Linked DNA regions of Capsicum annuum: region 2 is linked to region 1. A link is a contact called in public Hi-C data. All regions are on one chromosome and are shown on one strand. Each heading gives the region's core, a stretch centred on a gene start, on an enhancer-like site or on the middle of the called end of the contact. The rest is flanking DNA. Distances are from core to core; before and after follow the strand shown. Region 1 has its middle 20 kb from the start of LOC107849583. Region 2 holds the start of LOC107850833.

Region 1 (7,106 bases), core at 4,519-7,018:
AATCATGTCATGTCAGTTTATGTGCGAATTGTATCATGCTAGTGTTTGATAAAATTCCTCCATGAATGAGTTGTGACCAAGTGCACATGATTATGTTTTTCAAGACTATGTTATGATTCACTTTTATGCTATCGAGTCTTGGGGGTATTTAATACCCAAAAATTTAGTTGTGTAATTAGAGCCAGTATCAGTTACAAGATAATCTCAGCCATGTCACGATCGGTAGTACTCTCAGTCAGTTACAGGACTCAGAAAAAACTCAGTAGACTCAGTACTAGTCCAGTCTAGTTCAGTATTTGGTTCAACCCACAGTAAACTCATTGAGTGGTATTCCGTCAATTAACAGAACTCAGTAAATTTAGTAATAGTTCAGTACAACCTAGTATAGACTAGAAATCAACTTTGTATTTATTTAGTTAGGAGTAGGATTCAGCACCGAATGAACCCAGGGATGGGGGCATTCCTACCAGCAGAGGGTTTGACCCTTAGTAGCAATCCCTGCGTTACAGAACTACGTAGCTAGCGTAAGTTGAGATATCTCTCTGCTAGATATTATGAGGGTTGATACATCTCATTTGAGTTTTCCTGCCAGCGAGAGTTGACGAAAGAACTTTCGGCCAGATAGGGTTAACTCACAGCTTGTCTCTACCCGTGGCACGGTATTGAAACCTTTTCAACTGGGATTACAGGTTGGACCCAATCTATTTAGAAAGGGGTATATCAGTTAGATGATTACCTCCCACAGTCTTAATTTCAGATTCAGTCTCTTTATAGAACTCAGTTTAGTTCTACAGATTTAAGACTGTCAGTTACAGTTACTCAACTCAGTACGAAACTCAGTATAGTTTCACAGAATCAAGACTGTCAGATACAGTGATTCAGTTATCAGTAATACAGTATCAGTAAACTCAGATATTAGTAAATCAGTATTCGAACTCAGTATTCAGTGATATCACGATCTCAGTTACAGTCTACATATTCATGCATGTACTCTCATCCAGTCATACTCATGTTATTCAGTTAGTATTGTTCATGCATATGAACCCATGCATTTCAGCCTACCTCACTGAGCATATCAATACATTCAAAGTACTAACGCATGTTTTTCTTTTACGCTATGATGTTTTATATCATAGGTTCAGATGCACAGACTCAGAGTACCCTTAGCAGATCAGATTCTCAGCAAGCAGAGTTAGTGGCGAGTCCTCATAGTTTGAGGATATGATTTTTTTTTCAGTATTTCAGCTCATTTTCAGTAGTCGGAGTTAGTTGGGGGCTTGTCCCATCAACTCCACAGTTCAGACAGTTTAGAGGCTTTTCAAACTAGAGTATTTTTAGACAGTTGTTCAGTTTTCAGTATAGATGTTTAGTTTTGGTATTTTGATACCATATTCAGTATTTATTTCATATTTGAACCTTATGACAAATTTTTGCCTACTCCGCAAAGTTACTGTATTATTGTTCTGTTACTGCAACAGGTACCAGACATGGGTTGACTTGTGATCCTTCGAGATTATAAGCACCATGTATCATCCGGAGTACAGAGTCAGGGCGTTACAATAAATTAAATAAAATACATTAATTTTGAAGATAAATTAAAGATGGTAACTCAAAAATCCTAGCTCGAATTTAGGAACGAAAATAGAGATGGGACTAACCTTTTAATTGAAAATCCTAGCTCAAATCAGTAGCCTAACTTGTAACCCCTAGCTTGAAATTAACTAAACTCAACTCGTAACAATTGAACTCAACTTGAAACGAAAACAGGGATATGATTTTTAATTGTGAACAATGAAAAATATAGAAAATTTGTTTTTGATCGATTCTATTGGATTCAAATTTGCTACTTAACTTGAAACGAAAAATAAAAAAAAGGTGTTGTATTTTGCGTTTGTCAATCATCGATGCTTTTCAAAATGAATTTGTCGATTCACATTCTACCTGAATGGATCGGATTAGGTGTAATGATTTGGATTGGGTGGGGTTAAGGTGTAGTAATTTGGGTTGGGGCGGGTTAGGATGTAATATTTTGGGTTGGATCGAATTAGGGTCAAATATTATGAATATGGGTCGGATTAGGGTTATAGAATAAAATTTTGCTATCGAATTAAATACGTGGCATCACCAAAGGCGAGTGTACTCCACTACACTTATTAGATATTTGGACATGGGTGTCGCGAGAGTAAATAAATTCACTTTTAGATTGTATAGATGTGTGATAGGTCACATTAATAGTTCAAGTGTGCCTTCAACTTTTCTTGTATAGTTTAAGATGACAATGATGACTTTTTTCTTTCATAATAAGTGAATTGCTGAGAGAATGCACATCTATTAAAAAAATTAGCATATCAATTATATATAATTTTATTTTTGTTCTTTTGTGAAACTACCCTTGAAAATTTAAAACACTGATCATGATAACTACTTTCAAAAAAATAATTTAAAACAATAAGTAAATAATAGTAAGAGCAATTCAAGAAAAAAAATTCAAAACAATAAATAAATAGTAGGAACAATTAAGTTTCTTGAACTCATCACATATGATATCCAAATGAAGGATAAAAATGAAAGAAAATTTCAACATTACTTTAAAGAAACAATTAAGTTAATTTAAACATTAAAAAAGACAAAATAATTTATTAGACCCTTGTACTTATTCGAGTTTGTAATGTGAACACTTCTATGTAGATCTTTATCATCTGAACCCTTTAATCCATCAAAACACAATATTTTAAGTTCTTATTTGACTTGGTTGTTGAGCTATAGCGCAAATGCTGACACGTAATTAAAAGTTAAACTCCTAAAACTCACTTAGGAAATAACGTGGAAACAAGTTAAAACCCTAAAAAAACTTCTCATTTTTTCATTCTTTTTTTTTTTATGTAGACACCCTACTTACACTTTTTTTTTTGGTTTCCCCTTAATTCTGTAATTGTTCTTGTTATAGTTATTCGATTTTCAAGCTATCTATGTAAGTTTATCAACGTATTGTCCTAATTATTTCATGTTCTAAAATTGTATCATTTTTTTTATTTTTAGATTTTTGTCGATTAACACTATTTTTGTTGAATTTTGTTGGGGGTTTTGCTTTATTTCATGTTTATTCTTTGTTGGAATTTTAAGTTCATCATAAAGTCCACAATAATAAACATGAACTGTCATGATGAAAAAATTTACAACGACTAAAAATGGGGTTAAATTTGAACTGAAAATGCACTGAAAAGATAGAAGTATAATGCTAGGCAAAAAAAGGTTAATGAAGAGGAAATTTGGAGATAGAAAATCAAAAAGGGCAAAAAAAAAAAAAAAAAGCTTAAATTTGTCCAACAATGATGGTAGAAGCAAATGGGGAAGAAGATGAGTAACATAAACCCTAAAGTGACTGTTAGACCCTATTTACAAGGTCTCGCGCTTTTGTTTCATTTGTATCATAAGCTCTTATATGGTTTATGCCACATGTAATGTCAAGTCAAAAAAAAAAATTAAAATATTATATTTTGCTGAACTAAGTGGTTCAGATAATAAAGATCTAAGTAGATGTATCCACATTATAAATTCGAATAAATATAAAAATTCAATAGATCATTTTGCTAAAATACCTCAATAATTCATTGATTATGAAATAGAGGGAGTACTAAACTATGACATGGATTGTACCTTTCTTTTTCACTATAAAATTTGTGAACAATATTTTTTTGGCAGTACATTTATCATTAACAAATATTAGTTGCTTAATTCTTCACGGTTATTGAAATTGAGCTCATGGACTGCCCCTGGAGTTGTGACTTCTAAGAAAAACAAATACTCTAATACGCAAAATACAAAGTACTTGACTTTCTATGGGTATGTTTGGTACGAGGGAAAATGTTTTCCATGAAAATATTTTCCTGGAAAATAAGTTGATTTCTTTCTTGTTTTCTTATATTTGGTTGGTGAGTGAAAAATATTTTTTTAAAAATAAATTTAAGTATTTAGTTAAAGAGTAAAATATATTTTTTAAGAAATAATTTTTAACCCCGAAAATACTTTTTTTAGGGTGTGTTCGATATGAAGGAGGAATAACGTTTTCTAGAAAAATAAGTTGTTTCTTATTTATAATCTTGTGTTCGTTATGCAAATTGAGTTAGTGTCTGTTTTCTAAAACGTTATTCCTCCTTCATATCGAACACACCCTAAAAAAAGTATTTTCGGGGTTAAAAATTATATTTTTTTTGATGGGGGTGGGGGGTGGGTTTTGGGTAGAGGATGAGGTATGAAAAAAATTTGAAATATTTCTTTTGGATGGGGGTGGGGTGGGGGTAGGGGATTGAGGGGTGGAGTAGAGGTGGGTGATTTTGTGAGTTGTATAAATATTTTAACTTAAGTGTGAGGTTGAAAGAGAATTTTGAAAAATGTTTTTATTACTTTTTGAAGGTAAGTCATTTTTCTTATATTTGAGGAAAATAAATTGATTTCAAAAATATTTTCTAAAACTTTTAAGCCAATCAAATATGAGAAAATTGAAAAATGTTTTATGTTTTCCTTCATACCAAACACACTATGTATTTTCACCATAGATTATATCAATTTGTACCTGCAGTTTCTGGAATATATGGTTCAAAAAAATGGTAAAGGAATCATCTTAAACATTTTTTTAGATAGTTATAGGTACTTCGTAAGTTTCAATTTATATGATAGAAATTTGACTTTTTACTAAATAAGTGAAGCCCAACATCATAGATTGATTTAGAATTTAAAAGTTTCAGACACCAATTGATTTGAAAAATCGCATAACTGCATCTTACATAAGTTACATGAATTTTAAAAAAAAAACAAAGTATAACTTATCTTCGTTAGGTGAACATGGAAGAGCCTGGGTCATAAAATTAGTATTAAAAAGTACACTAGCTAGGCTTGAACGCGCATCCATGCGCAACAAAATCCAACTTATCACCAATGGCACTTTACACCCAATTGTTTTTCTAGATGTCGAGACTATATTCTATACATTTTCTCTTATATATATACATATATATACGAAGTTTTAACTGAGATGTCAGATGTTTTGGCACCCTGAACCATATATATAGATCCATCTCTGCCCAATATAGATAAAATATTGATAGTGTTATTAAATATTTGTTAAATAAGAAAATACGTTATTCTTTTTAAAACTAACAATAAAAAAATTGTATCATATAAATTGAATCGAAAAGATTATTAACTAGCTAATAAATCTGCGTATATCATTCAAAATTTTGTAAACCATTTAGATTTTAGCACTCACTAACGGAAAAAAGAGGAGCAACCAAATTGGAGAAAATTAAAGCAGCAGTAGTACAGTTAATTGAGAATTCCTAACAAAACTTATACTTCTACTATAGAGTATGTTGTGAAAAGTGATTACTAATATGGAGACAACCAAAATATGTTGTGGTGTAGTGGTGAAACTACTTCACCCTTAATTAGAGATTTTAAATTTGAGTTTTGGGTATGAAGAAAATTCAATTGATAGCATCATTCTCAAAATGGACTTTGCAATGATGATTTGAATTAATTGAGCCTTCACTATGGATATCAAATACCATGTGAAAAATAAAACAATTAAAAAAAAATCTGAAAAGACAAAGTTAAGAAAAGAGAAAGGAAAAAACAGAAAAAAATGACAAAAGGACTAGTCTATTGTCAAAGTAGCGATGCTGAAAAGTAACTTTCGTTGACCATATATCTCCGCGGTGCACGCATTCCGGAGATGATTTGATCTCATCTGATCAGCCTCTTTCTTCTTTTCAACACAAGTTTTAGCTTCACTCAAACCCAAGGCATCCCCAAGGTTGCGCCTAAAGCTGCTGAAAGCCTTTGTTGACCCAAAACAACTTTTTTGACAATATTATAACTTTCACTCTTTCCATATGCCCACTCACTAATTATACTTTTAGATGATCGATCCATGGTACAATTGATTGCACATTTTTCTGATTCACACCTTCAAGGCTTCAACCTATGGAATGTTTGGTATCCAAAGAAATGTTTTTCCAAAAAAAAAAAAAAAATACAATTTCTCCGCAAATAGGAAAATAAGAAACACTATCTTCTTTAATTTGAAAGTAACAAGAAGATAAAATTCACTAGGTGTGAACAGGCAATCGCAGCTATGGGTGTCAAGTGGGCCGGCCCGATCCGGCCCGACCCAACCCAGCACTCGTAATTAATTCAGCCCGCTAAGCCCTAGGGCTTTAGGGTTTCGGGTCCCGGGCCGGTTATTTTTTAAAATGGGTCCAGCTAACCCGGCCCGGATCAAGCCCGGTCCAGGCCCGCCGGCCGGTCCGAATAAATTTTAAAAAAAAATGAGATTTTGGCTTTTGGGCCAAACTAGCCGTTGGTCCAACGGCTATATAGCCGTTGGTCCAACGGCTATATAGCCATTGGTCCAACGGCTATATAGCTGTTTTTGGGTCCAAACGGCTAATTTGGGCCCATTTATTAAAAAAACTTTAATAAATATTTTTAATCCCAAAAAAAAATTTATAAATATCCTACAACTTCAAATCATTTTTCACATAATTTTTCACTCTCTCAAATCTTATTCTCTCTCAAATCTCAATTCTCAATTCTCAAATATTCAATATATTTAATTTGTTAAAGTGTTCACTTTAATTTTTTAATTTTTCGTTTACAAAGTGCGAGCGGAAGTTTCTAAAGTCGCAATCTTCGGATACTTCCAAAATTTGGTATTGTCGTTCCATCTCTTACGTTTAATTTTTATTTATTGTATTAATTGTTTAATATTTAATTTTATTATATTTGTGTATTTTGAATATTTTTAATTTAATTTAATTTATATTATGGATAAATTAAGAAATCTCGCTACTAAAGGTGTTAAAAATTTTTGTCCCGGAAGCGGTAGTGGTAGTAAAAAGCGAATTACTAGCGGTAGAGGTAGTTCAAGTAGTAGATATACCCGTGTGCCTTCGCCTCCGGAACCAATTGGTACACCTTTTGAGGAAGAAATAGGTGTAGGTGCTCACGATATGGATTATGTAGAAGCTCAGAAAAATTACGGTATAGAAGAAGAAAATGAAGTTGATGCGGTTAATTTAGACGAAGATAATGAAAATATTGCTGAG
Region 2 (7,113 bases), core at 4,561-7,060, 47 kb before region 1:
CTGATGCATTAGCTAAACATGGTGTCAAAATGAAAGTTTTTGACAACTGTAAATTTTTTGTAACCCCTCCTTTTGTAATCCAACTTGTATGGGCAGATATAGCAGGAACTAGTCATCTTAGAAGTGTTCTTGTATTCTTTCTTGAGCATAGCCTAGCTGTTTTTGTTCTTGAGCCTGACTGAGCTCTTATTCTGTAAATACCACTTTTTTTTAATGCATTTTCCAATTAACCAAAAAAAAAAAAAAAAAAGCTATTGTTATGGGTGTTCATTTGGTTAAAAACGAAATTAAATTGATTAAAAAGATTAATTTTTAATTTAGTTTGATTTTAAATTTTAAAAATCAATTATATTTGACTTGTATTTGATTTTATTAAAAAATAACCGGATAAATAACTAAATCGAACCAATGAATTATATATAAAAAATTTATAATTATTTAAATAAATGATAATTATTTTTCATAAATAATTATAAATATTCTATATTCATCTCATCATGAATTAAATTAAAGTCTACTTCTTTCACATACACTGCAACACTTTTAAGTTTCGTTTCTTAAAAAATTAGGGGCATATAGCCCGTATCAGCAAGGGCTCAATACTGTTAAATTTTACTTGGGAAAATCACATAAATATACAAATTTAGAGTCTATATTACAAAATCTACCGCTATTATTTTTTATTTACAAAAGGTAGCTTTTATTTACAAAATCTACCAACTATTCAACTGCCATAAGTTGTTTTGAAATAACCTTTACGAACACCACTTTCTATATCATATTTATATTATAATTTTTCAATATATTTAGATAATCTTTAGAGAACACTAATTTCTATATCAATTTCATATTATATTTATAGAGCACCATTTTATATATCATTTTTATATCATTATTTTAGAAGGTGATTATACCTCATAGAAATATACCATATTTAAATGTAGGTTTTTGACATAGCCTTTATGGAAAATCAATTTTTATACCATATTTGTATTATATTTTTAGGATGTAATTAAATAATTTTTAGAAGACACCAATTTCTATATCAAATGCATATTATGTTTGCAGAAACACCAATTTTTACATTATTTTTATACCATTTACAGAATATATAACGTTTATGAAACACCAATTTCTATACCATATTTATATCATGTTTATAAAAACATCAGTTTCTACATGTACAAAAATATGTAAATAACTGGAGAAGATATAAAGCCATGATCTTTGTCGCTACAAATCGGACATCACCGATAACAATGTACACACACAGAATACGATCAACACGCAGACAGACCAAATACACATGTCACCATCGGAAAAATGAAAAAAATCTGATAGGGGAGAGGTCAGAGAGAGGAGAGTGAAAAATGATAGAAAACGAATTATTTCTCAAAGAAAGCAATAAAGATCTCGGAAAGTGATAGTAGTATCTAGTATTGTAGCTTTAATGGGAATAACTTTAAGTATCAGTACATGGTTTCTTCTATTCAAAAAGAGAAAACTGTCTGGAAAGGTTGGGGATCTTTTGGATCTAGCACCAATCCTACCGGGAATCCTCCTAGATCTTCTGGAAAGACACTCGACCTTGAAACAACAAACATAACCAAAACTCCAAGACCAAGACACTACAAGAAAGCACAACGACAACTAACATGGATAACAAGATTGTCTTTCAAAATTACATTGAAAAAACTGAATATAGTTCCTTCGTACTGCATAATTCCAACCAGAAAGATGAAATGTGATTATTACTTTAATGGGAGATATACTTAGAAAGATGAAATGGAACAGAATATAAATAGGAAAGAAAGCATCATAAAACTATGATAATGATATTTTGTGTCAATGTTACGAGAAATCACGCGGAATGACGATCAAGTGAATATTATTTTTCCATAACTCTGAGTAAAACGTCAATCAGATCTTCACCTCCAAATTCACAGTTGCCTTTTTTCCCATTGGCTCTATTCTGTTTATGATCATTAATAATATTCTCCAATATTACATCAAGCTTATGATGCATATTCATCAATCTTTTTCTCTTTCCACTGATTTCGTGAAGTAGTTTCCAAGAAGGAAAGAGATCTACCATATCCAATGAGTTGAATATAATTACTCAAAATTTCAGTAGAAAGCTCAGGGAAGGAGGATTGCAGAAGCAGGATGATGATGAAGACGAAGAGGGAAATGAAAACAAGGGCTTAAAACGATTTTTGTGCCCTTTTTTCTGTGTATTTAATTTTCTAAAAAAAAATCCTCCTATTTAATAGGTTTTGTTAGTTTTGGATTGGTATAATTTGTAAAATAGAATCTTCTGGTAGATTTTATAATATAGGCTCTAACATTGTATATTTATGTGATTTTTTCATTTCACTTCCTTTAATTCAAAATACTTGTTATGTTTTATTTATTGAGAGTTAATTTAACTAATTTTTAAAATTAATTCAATATTTTATGGCTAAACTTTGAATATCAAATCTATACGAAATATATGAATATAGTATCTTCTTGGTTAATTTTGTTTTTATGTGAAATTAGGAAGGAAAAAAAATAAGAAAGCTAATGCATCTAATTTTGAAATAATTCTAATATTTTTTGTTTGTATACGTAATACAAACAAATAAGTAAAATCCACTTATATTTTTAGAAAATATTTTTTTGTGTTTATTTTACTAATTCAAATTTATTAATCATATTTTAAAAAATTAAATTTCATTATTAATACTTTCTATGATTATTTGACGATAAAATAATGATATAAATAAGTGATTATCCTTCACCCAACTCAAATGGAAAATATATGGTTATGCACGTGTCAATTTGGAAAAGCACAATGGACCCACAATATACAATGACATTTCTTTTTAGGGCATGATATGTAATTTTAACAAAAATGAGATGGTATTTTTTTCGATTTATTGATGAGGTAAATAGTTTTACAGAAAAGACAATCTTCTTAAGCAAACTACTATTGCAAAAATGTTTTCAAAGATCATAATATCCTCAAAATTTTTATTAATGACCTAAAACTAACATGTCAAATCAACTTTTCTAATATATAAAAAAACATGCTCAAACCCAACCCTCTCTAGATCTAATTGTCTATGGTGTCGTATTTTATCAATTTTAATTTTCTTTGTTAAGGCATTCATCTACTCTTCAAGGTCGCCTCTTTAATTTTTGTAGAGTTAACTATTCTATTTTAAATTTTAAAGTTTAGTTTTGTGGATGTTAGATATGTGATGTGGATAACTTCTAAAGTTATGCAACTTAAACATGCTAAAACATTAAAATAATGCTGAAAAATATTAAAAGATTTATATACATTTATCTTGCGAGAACTAAGACAAATTCATTAATTTCTAATGTTCATTTAAAATAGTTATCTCATGTCTCCGTTATTTTATCCTTACCAATTTATCAATAATTAGTTAAAAATTAATAAATCAAACCAAACCAAACTTAAATCGACAAGAAACAAACCAATGATTTTTATTTTATAAGATTTGATTTGGTTATTTTTAAAAATTAATTAAAATAATTTAATTTTAATTTTAATTTTAATTAAAAATTAATTCAAATCTATCATGAACACCCTTAGTTATTGCCTCAGAAACTCTTAAATAATATTGACGGAAGGAAGTGTTTTCCTTGTTTGATGTTTAAAATCTAAGACTGTCAATAATACTCGAAAAAGCTTTGATAAAATTCAATCAAGTGTGGAAATAATGAAAGGTTTATTTCCCACAAACAAACTACACAAAGATACTCTATATCAGGTGACTCGTTATTTATTTTATTAAGTGTAAAAATAAATACGCACCAACAGAAATCTAAGATATCAAGCGACTCTGGAAATTTGCTTCAAGCCCTTGGCTCCCCACTTCAATTTGTTGGGAAGATCATCATTGCAGAAGCACTTACAATTCGGATTGCATTGGAAAAAGCTCAAGAAAATGGATGGACAAAGGTACAAATTTTATCAGACACAAAAAATGTAGTGGACATGATTATGAAGAGGAGTGTAGCTTCATGAGAGATAGATACCATGTGCGAAGATATATGAAAGCTAATGAGGATATTTGAACAAGTTTCAGTTATATATATTCCTTGATCTTGGAATATGTTAGCGCATAATATGGCTAAATTTTCTCGTACGTTGGTAGACAGATTAGTGTGGATTTCTTTGTTTTCTTTGTTGGATTGTCAAAGATACTTCTACATCTCTTAATTCTTTAAATTCGGCTTTGCATTAATAAAATAAGAATTTTGGTTGAAAAAAAAAAAGGCGGGGCCGCTCAATAAGGGTGTCAATTTCAAACTATCGGGAAATTATACTAGTATGTACATACTTCTTTTTTAAAAAATAACGAGCTATTTTCCTTTCAAAAAAAAAAAGCTAGTTTTCTTTTCAATTCATTTAAAAATAAATAACTTTTTTTTTTAAAAAATAACTTTTCATAGAATATGTTTAAGATTTCAAAATTGAAGGATATTTTGATACATTTGACATATTTTTAATTTAAGATCATAATATTTAAAAGTATTTTTTATTTCTTAAATTTGGTGTCAAGTCAAATTAGATCATTCTTTTTAAAACGGATAGAGTAATCTTTTTATTCTTTTGAATCTTCAGATTATGAGCCTCAAGCTAGTATTTTGTTGAATAAAATTTTTAATTATTGAATTTGTATTACTCGATATTGAGTTTTCAAATATATAAATTTTAAATTGAGGCAGAAAATAACTTAACTCTCGTCAGTGAGGTGCGGAAGTAAGGTGATAAAGAAGAGAAAATCCCCAAGATGCTCCAGTAAAAAGGGAAAAAGAGAGGAAAACTGACCTTTGTGTGAGGGAAAGCAGAAAAGTGAGGTTGCTGGAAATACAGGTGAGGATTTTGTTCTTGTGAAGAATGGCAGCTGTCGCGTATCAACCCAGCTTGTCTGGCGGACTCGAAATACTGGGTGATTGGCATCTCGTTTGCCTTGTCCCACTCTCCAAATACTGGAATCTGCACTCCATTTGATCTTCTACATGAGTACTCCTATAACATATATGTGTATCAGTTACTCCCTCCATCAAAATATTTAAATCGTTAATTAATGACACGCCTGTTAAAGAAAAATATCTTTTGTAAGTTATTTTTCACTATTATCTTGTTAATTATTTTTAAATTACTTTCTTAGAATATGTAAAATTCTTAAAATCCTCATTAAATAAAATGATAAAATTAAAAAAAAAATTTCAACATATCTTGAAGAATAAATAATTTATTTATTTTAAATATTAAAAAATAGCTCAACAAATTCATTTATTTTGAAATAAATAGAGTATCATTTATATCTACATAACCAAATGCTTTCTAGAAATTAATTGCACCATATGCATATAGAGAAGAGGATTTACCATTTCCATCATGTATGTGTTTGGAAGAGCCAATGGAAGATGGGGAGTCAGTAGAGGGAAGTAATTGATATTGTAGTGGTAATTTCTTCTTCTACCTCTTCTCAGCTACAGTACTGAAAGATGGCGTTTAGCTTGAGTGGGTTGGTTGGTTGTATAAGTGGGGGACGGTATGAAGCAACCTATTTAGGTTTCAAATAAGTTAGGTACTCCTGTTATTTCATAATAATTCACATAAATTAACTTTATTAATTATATTTTTAAAATAGAATATAAATTTAAATATAGTTATTTTATATAGTTATTTAATAATTAAAATAATATAATAATTTTCTTCAATTTTATAAATAAAATAAATAAATTAAAATAATTTTTTTAAAAACAGAAATGCCAACTAAAACAAAACAAAACGAAAGAAATAGTAATATAGTCTACATTTTTAAAGGTCAAGCAAAGGTTTCCACCTTTACGAAAATTAATGGAAACACCCTCTACCAAACGTTGCACTTTTCAATATAAGTATTAATTAAAATAAGACTTGAAATCACTTTCACTTTTTCATAATACAAAAAATTTATTATTTTTATTTTAAATTATACACAAAAAGTTAAAGACATACTTAAATTATTAATATGACTTATTACACATCTATATAATATAAAAGTGAATTTATTTACTTCTCGCAATGAACATGTCGAGGTCCGTTTCTTACACTCATGAAAAGCACGTCCAATCTCTTAAAACTTAAAAATAAACGGTAAAAAATATTAAAAAATTAATAAATTGAAGCTCCCAACGAATATTTTGATCAAAAAAAAATCATGAAAGTCAATTTGGAATTTCCAAACTCAAGAACCCTAATTCCTAAATTGGTTATCAAACATCAAAACTCAAACTCGTTTCTTTAAAAAATTGATAACTAAACCCTTTTAATCGTTTGAATTCTTACTATATTGCGAGAAAGTATAGGTCTTTTCTCTTCTTTTTTTTTTTTTTTTTTAATTTTGATAACTGTTTCTTCCCTCAAATGTTTCATCAAATTTGAATTAATTTTTTCACGATCGAACAATCGTATTATTTTTCTTAATCGAGGTACTTTAATAATGGTTAAGATAAGCTTGAGTAGACTTTGTAAGTAAGAAGAAGATCATGAGTTGAAAAAGGTTCGCTATAAATATGGAAATCTTTTGTCTTTGATGACTTTATGAGCCTTAAAAAATTTGGGTAGAAGATATTGGAGTTGTCCTTACCATGGGGTGAGTGAATTTTTATTGAATTTTTATTCAAACATTGATCTTGATAGTGTATACGAATTTAATTGCTTTCATTGTAGAATGTTAGATCATGCTATTTTTGGCTTTGAAAGAATGTCTATATTGATTCAAGGTTCAAATTTGTTATTTCTAAACTGTTGGAAAGAATTGAAGAGTTTGAGGAAAGAGTTGAACCTTCTACAAAATGTACAATTCATGAACAAAAAATAATTGATGACGAGATTACTAGGACAACTAAATTTGTGAAAAGCAAAATAGACATGAACAAAATAAAGTTTCAACTGAATAATTTCGAGGATGATTTGAGGATGGTGAAGACAAATGAGAAGAAATAGAAGATCAAGTTGGCTAAGTCCAAGAGAAAGGAGGAACACCTTTGGACTACTCTCATTTGTGTATGTATTTTTGGTGTTAGTATTTTGTTTTAATTTAT

Evidence for each region. Hi-C and Micro-C count contacts between places; a contact is called where the count stands out from the background.
Region 2: a contact with region 1 is called in a Hi-C map of pericarp, with 3 times the contacts expected there. The contact joins the promoter of LOC107850833 here to the enhancer-like site in region 1. A contact is called at or near these places in 3 of 5 Hi-C or Micro-C datasets (bud, pericarp and placenta).

Annotation. Positions count from the first base shown.
Region 1 is chr12:83,473,988-83,481,093 of UCD10Xv1.1, reverse strand. No RefSeq gene overlaps it. Among protein-coding and RNA genes, the nearest start is that of LOC107849583, 20 kb to the right of the region's middle. Within about 2 kb of position 5,768, at least 5 of the 5 cell types and tissues checked have an H3K27ac peak or open chromatin away from gene starts, as enhancers often do. A contact at or near this core is called in bud and pericarp, where this site is marked.
Region 2 is chr12:83,520,982-83,528,094 of UCD10Xv1.1, reverse strand. LOC107850833 reads right to left here and starts at 5,810. Exons shown (of 4, transcript XM_016695616.2): 1 at 5,410-5,810; 2 at 4,847-5,047. The coding sequence starts at 5,421.